Linked DNA regions of Mus musculus: region 2 is linked to region 1. The links are chromatin contacts, called in public promoter capture Hi-C maps. All regions are on one chromosome and are shown on one strand. Each heading gives the region's core, a stretch centred on a gene start, on an enhancer-like site or on the middle of the called end of the contact. The rest is flanking DNA. Distances are from core to core; before and after follow the strand shown.

What was found. Capture Hi-C pulls out chosen DNA fragments and counts their contacts.
Region 2: a contact with region 1 is called in a promoter capture Hi-C map of adipose tissue. The contact joins the promoter of Myo18a here to the promoter of Sez6 in region 1. A contact is called at or near these places in 5 of 39 promoter capture datasets (the SN4741 cell line, cranial neural crest, embryonic stem cells and 2 more), 2 of 484 Hi-C or Micro-C datasets (beige adipocytes and embryonic stem cells), 2 of 115 datasets of contacts at active chromatin or transcription factors (both in embryonic stem cells) and 3 of 9 other capture datasets (adipose tissue, liver and pancreatic islet).

What each region holds. Positions count from the first base shown.
Region 1 is chr11:77,927,907-77,932,357 of GRCm38.p6, forward strand. It overlaps Sez6 (seizure related gene 6), which reads left to right and starts at 2,933. Exons shown (of 17, transcript NM_021286.4): 1 at 2,933-3,208. The coding sequence starts at 3,154. Gm11190 (predicted gene 11190) reads right to left here and starts at 1,382. Exons shown (of 3, transcript NR_033549.1): 1 at 1,352-1,382.
Region 2 is chr11:77,775,867-77,780,543 of GRCm38.p6, forward strand. Myo18a (myosin XVIIIA) reads left to right here and starts at 1,369. Exons shown (of 41, transcript NM_001291213.1): 1 at 1,369-2,448. The coding sequence starts at 1,450.

The DNA.
Region 1 (4,451 bases), core at 1,683-4,182:
AACCCCTTCAAGGTAACCACCAAGGACAACCTGCCACTCAGATGACCAAAGAACCTCCTACAGCCTAGCCACAGATGACTCCAGCGTTACTCACTCTTTTCTACGGGGTTGATGGGGTGGGAAGCTCTGCTTTGTGGAACCAATCTCCTTACTGACCACAGCTCCCTGGCAGTTTCCACGATGATGTTGGTTACATAAACCACACCCCCACCCTGCCCTCCTTCATTCGCTGAAACACAAGCAGATTTGGCATGGTTTGAAGCCCTCACTGACTTAAAGCAAAGTCCCCCTCACCCCCCCATCTTCCTCTTACTCAGCTTTCGTATGGCATCTGTGACCTGCCTTAGGCTTTGGGGATCCTCACTTATTTACAATATTCATTGAGCATTTAGAATGTACTGGTCCCTGGGCTAGGTTTGAGTAGAGGGCACATAGGCCGTGCAACTACCTGTAGTGAAAAATTAGACAGGGAAATCAGGATCTTCTGAGAGTAAAGAGCTGGGTAGACACAGTAAAGGGGGCTGTGCAGGTCACCACAGGCTGGTGTGTGTGTGTGTGTGTGTGTGTGTGTGTGTGTGTGTGTCCAAAAACCAGAGAATAGCTTACAGGAGTTGATTCTCCCCTAATGTGACGTAGGGCATAGAACTCCAGTTACCAGGCTTGATAGCAAGTGCCTTTTACCCACTGAGCTATCTCACTGGCCAGTGTTACTTTTCAAATTGTGTGTATGAATAGAGTAAACTCTCAAACTGTAAGCCTTGATATAGATGACTGTCCCCGTGGACATTTTATTGCCCTCCATTATGGGCAATGCCGATGTCTAGGAAGAATGGGCCCTTTGAAAGGCATGAGAAAGGATGTTTACCAAAACCTCTACTGCTCCCTAGATTGGTCCAGGCTCTGCCTCAAGCTTGCTGGGAACCCATTCCACAGAAGCCATGTTTACCAGATCTTCAGTAAAGAATGACAGCAAACCGTATTATTACTCTAGTCATGCAGTGCAGATCCATTCCCTGGGTTCAGGAGAGAGTGTTGTATCCTGGGATTGTAGTCTGCAATGGACTCCCTCTTGTATCCCAGGCAGTCAGGAAGGCCATGTTGCAGGTTCCCAGAAAATTTCCTTACCTTTCTTCTTATAGGTAGTCCCCAGCTCATCCAGAGCCCTACTGCCAAGATAGTCGGGTGAGACCTCCAGAAGCCTTTAAGTCAGGAGGAACTATCCTGATAGATCAGGTTCATCCTGCATTGTGGCTCAACCCCCTTTTCCCAGAGCTGTGTAGTCCTGAAGGACCCAGGGATGTGAGAAATGTCAGGAATGCCTGTGAGAAAGGAAGAGCCTCATGGCACTCACCCGTTTCCAGACTTCAGTCAGGCACTTCTGCGCCTGTTCTCCCATTCTGTGGGCAGGTCTTGTTTTCCCTTTCCTCCGTCCCTCTCTCCTGGCTTCTCCACATTTCTGATCTTTTCTTCAAAGGCTCCCCTACCTGCCATCCCTTCTGCTACTCTCCTTTCTCTTCCAATTCACCAGACAACTGTCCAAAATCCTCACCCAGCATCTTCCCCAGATAACTCCACATGCCACCTGCTGCCTGGGATTCTTTACAGCAAGCAAGATGGCTCCCCAGAGCCCACAAAAGGATCTACAGAGCATCAAAGGAGCAAAGCTGGAAGACTGTAAGGACCGAAAGACTCTCCTAGGAATGAAACTTAGGGCAGAAGTCACTTGCTTCCAGGATGAGATGGGGGAAGTGCTGTGGACAAATTGTTGGGGTTTGACCCACGTTCACATGGAAAGAACTCAACATTAAGCTGCCCTTTGAGGGCCTCCTTCTTCCTCTACAGATATTAACATCAGCCACGTGGTTGTGTCCTGTTGAGTCCACTGAAATTCAGTAACAAGCCTAACCATGTCCCTTGGGTCTGAATAATAGCCTCTAGTTCTGCACAGCTATGGCTAGCCTGTTATTGGCCCATGGCTTACTGGGGTTCCTCAGGTCACAAAGTCATGGGATCTTATTTTTCTGTGCTATTGACTATTCCAACTACTCTGGGGTTACTGCCCCTTCTTCAAGTTTTCCTCCATCTGAAACAATCAGCTACACCTGGTGGGTTGAAGGTGTAGCTCAGTGGTAGAGCCCCTCCCTATCTATCAAGTATGGAATCATGTGCCAGGTCCTGGTAAAAAAAAAAATGAAAATTTAAAACTAAAACAGTCATAAAGACCCCTGATATTCATGCTTATCCCATTTTCTTCGTCAGTTCCAAGACCGAAGCTGGTATTGGCATAAAAGATCTGTGTTCCTGTGGCTATTCTTGTTCTACAGAGGAAATAGAGGAAGCAAGGTCTGGAACCCCATGGCTACATGGGGACCCAGGGTGCTGCCTTCAGCACCCCACAGCTTGACCCAGGTTGCCCCCTACCAAGTGGAGAATGTCTCCCCAGGACACAAGTGCCACTGGCTTTTAACTATAATATCAGGATAATTAAGCTTTTCTGTGAGCACAGTTTGCTGCTGATGCAGCTGCCTGGAGCCCTGGCATTTATTGAGCGCAAAGTAATAATTTATTGTCCTTTGTACGTTCAAAAGCCGTCTTCATTATCGGCCCAGGATGGAGCTGCCACAAGGGCAGGCGGGCCTCACCAGCTGCCTCACTGATGTGCATCTTTCCAGATCACCCTTGTAGCTGTCAGGTACCAAGGTGGGGTGGAGAGAGAGGTGAGGAGGGGGTGTTCTCTTTAATGGAGAATCCGATTAGAACCTGACACCTTGGTAAGCTACAAACCCGGGAGAGGGTGGCAAGCTTGGCTGGGCGTGGGCAGCTCGGGAAGGCGGGGGCTGTGTGCCACATTAGCAGGGCAGTCCTTTCCCCAGGGCTCGAAAGCCTGTTCTCTTGCCGCTGGGTCTTCTGCGCCTTTGCTTGAGACTTTACGGTAAGCCGCTCCTCCTGCGCCCCCGCCCCCAGCCCCGCGCGGCGATCCCGGGCGCCGACGCCAGGCGCTGGCCGTGGTGCTGATTCTGTCAGGCGCTGGCGGCGGCGGCGGCGGCCCCGCTGCTCTCCCCGGGACCGGCTCTGCCCCCCGCGCCCACGCCTCTCCCAGTCCCCAGTTCCCCTACCGCGGCCCCGACCCGGGGCGCGGCCGCAAGCAGCACCATGCGCCCAGCAGCCCTGCTGCTCCTGCCCTCGCTGCTGGCGCTCCTGGCTCACGGTAAGGGACCCGGGCGTCCGGCCACAGGACGGGGGCGGGCGCGGACTCCCAGGGGTAGGAAAGCAAGACCATCCCGGCGCCTTGCTCCGTGCGTCCTGTTGTTCCTCCCAAGCACCACGTCCCGCCGGCTGCGCTGTCCCCGGCGCCGACCCAGCCGGGCGGGGCGCGGGCTCTACGGGCGGGAAGCCGCCGCGGCTCCCGCCATTCGCGCCCGGCCGAGACCTCGCCTTTAATCATCTCCCCGGATCTAATGGGATTTCTCTGCTGCAATTCATCACGCCACCCCCTCCCCGCACACACGCGCTCTCCCGCGCGCTCCCTCGCTCCACTCCAGGCGTCTAGGGGCGCCCGGGCGCGTTGCGGGGGGGGCGGCAGGTCGCGGGTGCAGAGTCCGGACAGCCCAGCTACCAGCCCGCCGTTCTGCCTACCCCGCTGGTCTCCAAACTTCGCTCGACTTTGCCGCTTATTCTGGGTCCCTCGTATCCTCACTGCAGAGGAACTGGGTCGGGTGGTGGCCGGACCCGGGACTGGGACATCTCTCACCTACCTCTGCCTTGACGCTGTCAAGTCAGGATTGGAACCTAGAACACAATTCTGGGGAAACATATCCGGGGACCCTGAGAGCCCACTGCCCAGCCCCTCGCTCTTCTCTGGGTTGCAGCAACTGAGGTCCTGGGACTGGCTGCCCTCCCTGAAATTCTTTTCTTGCACACAGACACACACATGCACACACGCACATGCACGGAGCGCTGCTTCTCTTCGGCTCTGCCTTCCTGCCGGGTTCTATCGACCTCGGAGCCGCAGACTAGTTAGCGGAACTCACCGTTTGTCCCAGCCCCGGACGCCGAGTCAAGTCCTAACTTCATTGATCTCGGTCAAGAAACGCTTGGCCTCGGAGTTAGCACCAAGGGAGTTTGGAGGAAAGATGAATGGGAAGCAGGAAGGGTCTGAAGCAAGTGGTCTCGGGAGTCTTCAAATGCTTAGGTCATTCTCCGCTTTTACTAATCGCCTGCTGGGGTCCGCGAAACTGCACTTTTGACTTGGGACTCAAAGTCCCTCGCCATATGGTTATGGTTCCTAGCGTCTGCTGTCAAGGAGGGAGGGAGGGAGATTTGTAACCTTCGGGCTCCATCCTCGAAGGCCGGAGAGTTTGGAGGTCAGAACAGCCAGACCAGGGCTGCTCGGGGCTGGGCTAGTACCAAGCCGCTCTTTTCCCGTCCCGGGGGATGGAGAGGGAGAACAT
Region 2 (4,677 bases), core at 119-2,618, 150 kb before region 1:
TTGGGGAGAGAGGAAATGCCTAGCCAGGGCCTGGCAATAGGCCATTGCTGGAGGGAATAAGCTCAGAGACCCTCTGTCTGGAATTCAGAGGGGAGGCATTCATGGAGAGAGAGAAATTACACTTAATTTCTAATTAGACGGTGTGGCCTACTTTTATTTTGTGTTCCCTGCTGGTTAGAACAAGAAAGGCCCTCTGGGGCTTCCCCCCTCCCCCTCCCAACCAGGTTTTTCTTACTCCTGCCCCTAATCGGGTATGCATGAGAATGGGGGTAGGTTAGGGCCCTAGGTGCTCTCACATCCTGGATCCGGCCTTCTCTCTCAGGCGGCCACAACTTTCTTCCCTAGGCTATATTTAGGCATTGGTCTGGGGAAAAGGATGTGAGTTTTTCAGGATCCTGTTTATCTAGCCGACCCCACGCCACCCCCACCTCGCAACTGTCTGTCCTGTGTGCAGTCTGGACTTCCTCTTCCTTCCCTTCCCGATTTACTTTGGGCACCCAGGGCATCAGATGGGACACAGCAGCACAGCCACTCATTTGATGACTAGCCCCTAACACATCCTTAATTTCCCAAGAGCCATTTTTCTCACCTGTGAGGACTGAATAGGAAGGGGTATGTGTGAAGCTCCCGATAAGACACATCGTAAAGCCGGGCAGTGGTGGTGCATCTCTTTAATCTCAGAACTTGGGAGGCAGAGGCAGGTGGATTTCTGAGTTCGAGGCCAGCCTGGTCTACAGAGTGAGTTCCAGGACAGCCAGGGCTACACAGAGAAACCCTGTCTGGAAAAACAAACAAACAAACAAACAAACAAACAAACAAACACACGTCATATAAATGCTAATCCCAGGTGCTAGAAAGATGGCTCTGTGGTTAAGAGCACCTGTTACTCTTCCAGAGCAGGATTCAGCTCCCAGCGTCCACATGGATGTCCATGTGATGCACATACAGACAGGCAAAACTCTCATACAAATGAATATTGTTTTAAAAAGTTGGACCCTCCAAGGTCTTTGAGGCAGGGGCTAAGGCTGCGGCTCTGGGGATACCATGGGGGGGCAGTCACGTGGGATGCCCATCGCTTCAGTGGACTGCCTGTGGGGAGGTGATGCTGCAGAGCCCCTTCCGTTTCCTTTTGTGTTCCATTTCCGTTTATGTTCCAGGTTGCAATTTGTGTTTTCTGTAAGTCAAGTCTCTCCAGGCACACCTATGCTTTGGTCTAAAGGGTGAAGTGAAATTAGAAAAAATTATGTAAATCAGGTTGCCTGGTACATCAGTAGCACTCCACAAGGGGTGACTGGTTTATCAGTATCCGCTGCCTCTGTCTGAACTGGAAAAAAACCCTGAATTTCTTTTCTCTGTTTCTACTTGCAGCTACAAGGTGGGGTCCAAAGACCCTGTGTTAAGCACTCATAGTCAGCTGGGGATACAACCCCTAAAAACAGCACACCCACCATGTTTAACCTCATGAAGAAAGATAAGGACAAAGATGGCGGGCGGAAGGAGAAGAAGGAAAAAAAGGAGAAGAAGGAGAGGATGTCTGCGGCAGAACTGCGGAGCCTGGAAGAGATGAGCATGCGCCGTGGCTTTTTCAACTTGAACCGGTCCTCCAAGCGGGAATCTAAGACGCGCCTGGAAATCTCCAACCCCATCCCTATCAAGGTGGCCAGTGGCTCTGACCTGCACCTGACGGACATTGACTCTGACAGCAATCGGGGTAGCATCATCCTGGACTCAGGACACCTAAGCACAGCCAGCTCCAGTGATGACCTCAAGGGTGAAGAAGGCAGCTTCCGGGGCTCTGTGCTGCAGCGGGCAGCCAAGTTCGGTTCACTGGCCAAGCAGAACTCTCAGATGATTGTCAAACGTTTTTCCTTCTCTCAACGGAGCCGGGATGAGAGTGCCTCGGAGACCTCAACCCCCTCAGAGCACTCTGCAGCCCCATCACCTCAGGTAGAGGTGCGGACGCTTGAGGGACAGCTAATGCAGCATCCTGGGCTAGGCATTCCTCGACCAGGACCACGGTCTCGAGTCCCTGAGCTGGTGACTAAAAGATTCCCAGCTGATCTACGTCTTCCCGCTCTGGTGCCACCACCACCTCCTGCTCTCCGGGAGCTGGAGTTACAACGAAGACCCACAGGAGACTTTGGCTTCTCACTGCGGCGCACAACCATGCTGGATCGGGCCCCTGAGGGTCAGGCTTATCGACGGGTGGTTCACTTTGCTGAGCCAGGGGCAGGCACCAAGGACCTGGCCTTGGGGCTGGTACCAGGAGATCGACTGGTGGAGATTAATGGACAGAATGTGGAGAATAAATCCAGGGATGAAATTGTGGAGATGATCCGGCAGTCTGGGGACAGTGTGCGGCTCAAGGTACAGCCCATCCCAGAGCTTAGCGAGCTGAGCCGGAGCTGGCTTCGGACTGGCGAGGGACACCGCAGGGAGCCGGCTGATGTGAGTGCTTCCCTGGGTATCAGGGGTGAGCAAAGAGTTTGTGTATGTGAGCATCTCTCGGTAGTGTACTTAAATGGGTGCTTGAGGGTACCCAGGAACTGTGAGCAGATCTTAGCGAGTGTGGAAATGGGGAGCTGGGCCAATAGGGAGAAGCCAGTCCAGGAGAGGGTGCCCCTCTGGAAACTCATTAAACACCTTTGCTTCTTCTGTGCCTTGTCAAGAAGCTGAAGGAAACCCCCCAAAAGTTCACTGGGAGAAAGTCCTTAGCAATTCAGCTGGACATCCGGGTCTGAGGTTCCCTTCAATGCCCTTTTGGATTGAAGTGATTGAAGTAAACCTTGTGAGTTTTCAAGGGCATTGGGTTAAGATCAGCTTTGGCCTGGTACTATCGGGGGCAGGGTGTGTGTGTGTGTGTGTGTGTGTGTGTGTGTGTGAGAGAGAGAGAGAGAGAGAGAGAGAGATGCCAGTGGGTAGTTGGTGAGAAAGTGTTCAAGTTTCATCATAGCTTATAGCTTAGAGGCTTGGGTACTATATTTGTTGAGCCCTCAATTGGAGATGTAGGTTAACAGGTGCCACTTTGAGATCTGAGAAGCTGTGAGTATAGGAAGCCCATGTTGTTTAGATTTCAGGGGTGAAAACAATATGGCAAATGACCTAAAATCATGGCTATCTGGGATGTCTAGCTGCCATGGTTATAGTTCTAGGTGAGATGTCCTCTCACCCCGAGTGAGCAAGATACTAGGAGTCAGGGCATAAAGAACTTATAAACAATGGTTGTGGTTTAGGTTTATCTACACTACAAAGACAGTCTGCAGTCTGACTGTCTGTGAGATCCACTAGTTGTGATCGCCATGAACTCCAGTGGGAGGCAGGAGAGCACTCAAATCAAATGCATGGTTAGGTCTCCGTGGAACACCAAGTCTTATAACCTTGGTAATCTTTTGGTGCAGGGAGAGTAAAAGAATTTTGAATGTCCTGTGTGGACATGGTGTATGACAGACTAGGTGGCCTTCAGTCATTGTTCTTGTCCAGCTGTGTGTTTTAGCATTGTCCAGATCTATGTCCTGCAGCCTGAGCAATGAGTGACTTGCCTGGGACCTTTCAGCACTAAGTGATTAGCCAGATGTGATAAAGTTGGAAAGGGGAGGAAGTGGGGAGGAAGCAGGCAGAGCCCAGCTCCCAGTGAGGGGGAGTAGGATGCTTGGGGTGATGAGGATGCTCAGGGTGATGACCCAGTCTCGAAGTCTACTGGGTCCAGAGGAGGCTAAGAGAGGCAGGTCAGACCTAGGCAGACACACTGGACTTGTGTTCCAGGCCTTCCTGTAGTGGAACTGGTTGGGTTTAGGCAGCTTTGCAGAGGGAGGTTAGTGGGTAGGATAATGCTTCTATAGAATCCAGAGAGGGACCTGGACTTATTCATTTTAGAGGTATACACTGAGGGCCAGAGAGATGGCTCATCAGGTAATGGGGAATTCACTTACCATGCAAGCTTATCAGTCTTAAGTTTGGTATCTGGATCCCAGAGAATGAGAGAACCAACTTCTAAAAATTGTCCTCTGACCTCTGTGTGCTTACACACACACACACACACACACACACACACACACACACACACACTAATATTAATAAATAAGAAGAACAAGAGGAGGCTAGAGAGATGGTTTAGCAGTTAAAAGCACTTGTTGCTCTTGATGAACACCCAGGTTTGGTTCCCTGAACCTGTATGGTGGCTTCCAACCAAACATAACTTTAGATCCAGGGGATATGAAGCCTTTTTCTGACTTTCTGGGGTACCAGGAATTCTAAGTCGCATATATGTACGTGCAGGCAAAATGTTCATACACATAAAAATAAGATAAATAAATCTTTTTTAAAAAAAGCAGAAAAAGGCTGTGTGTGGTGGTATATATATGTAATCCCAGCACTCAGGAGACAAGCAGGTGGGTTTCTATGAGTTTGAGGCCAGCTGGGTCTACACAATGAGTTTTAAGACAGGTAGGACTATGTAGAGAGACCCTGTCTCCAAATTAACAAATAAGCAAGCAAACAAAAACAAACAAACAAAAAAAGAAAAAAAAAAAAAAAGAGGAGAGAGACAGACACATTGAACATCTCCTCTCTGTTAGCTGCCTAGCTAGGCTGAACTCAAGGAACCATATTTAAAGGAAGATGTGCAAGGGAAATACTTTTATCTCAGAACCTAGGTCATGGTATTCTACTACACTTGTC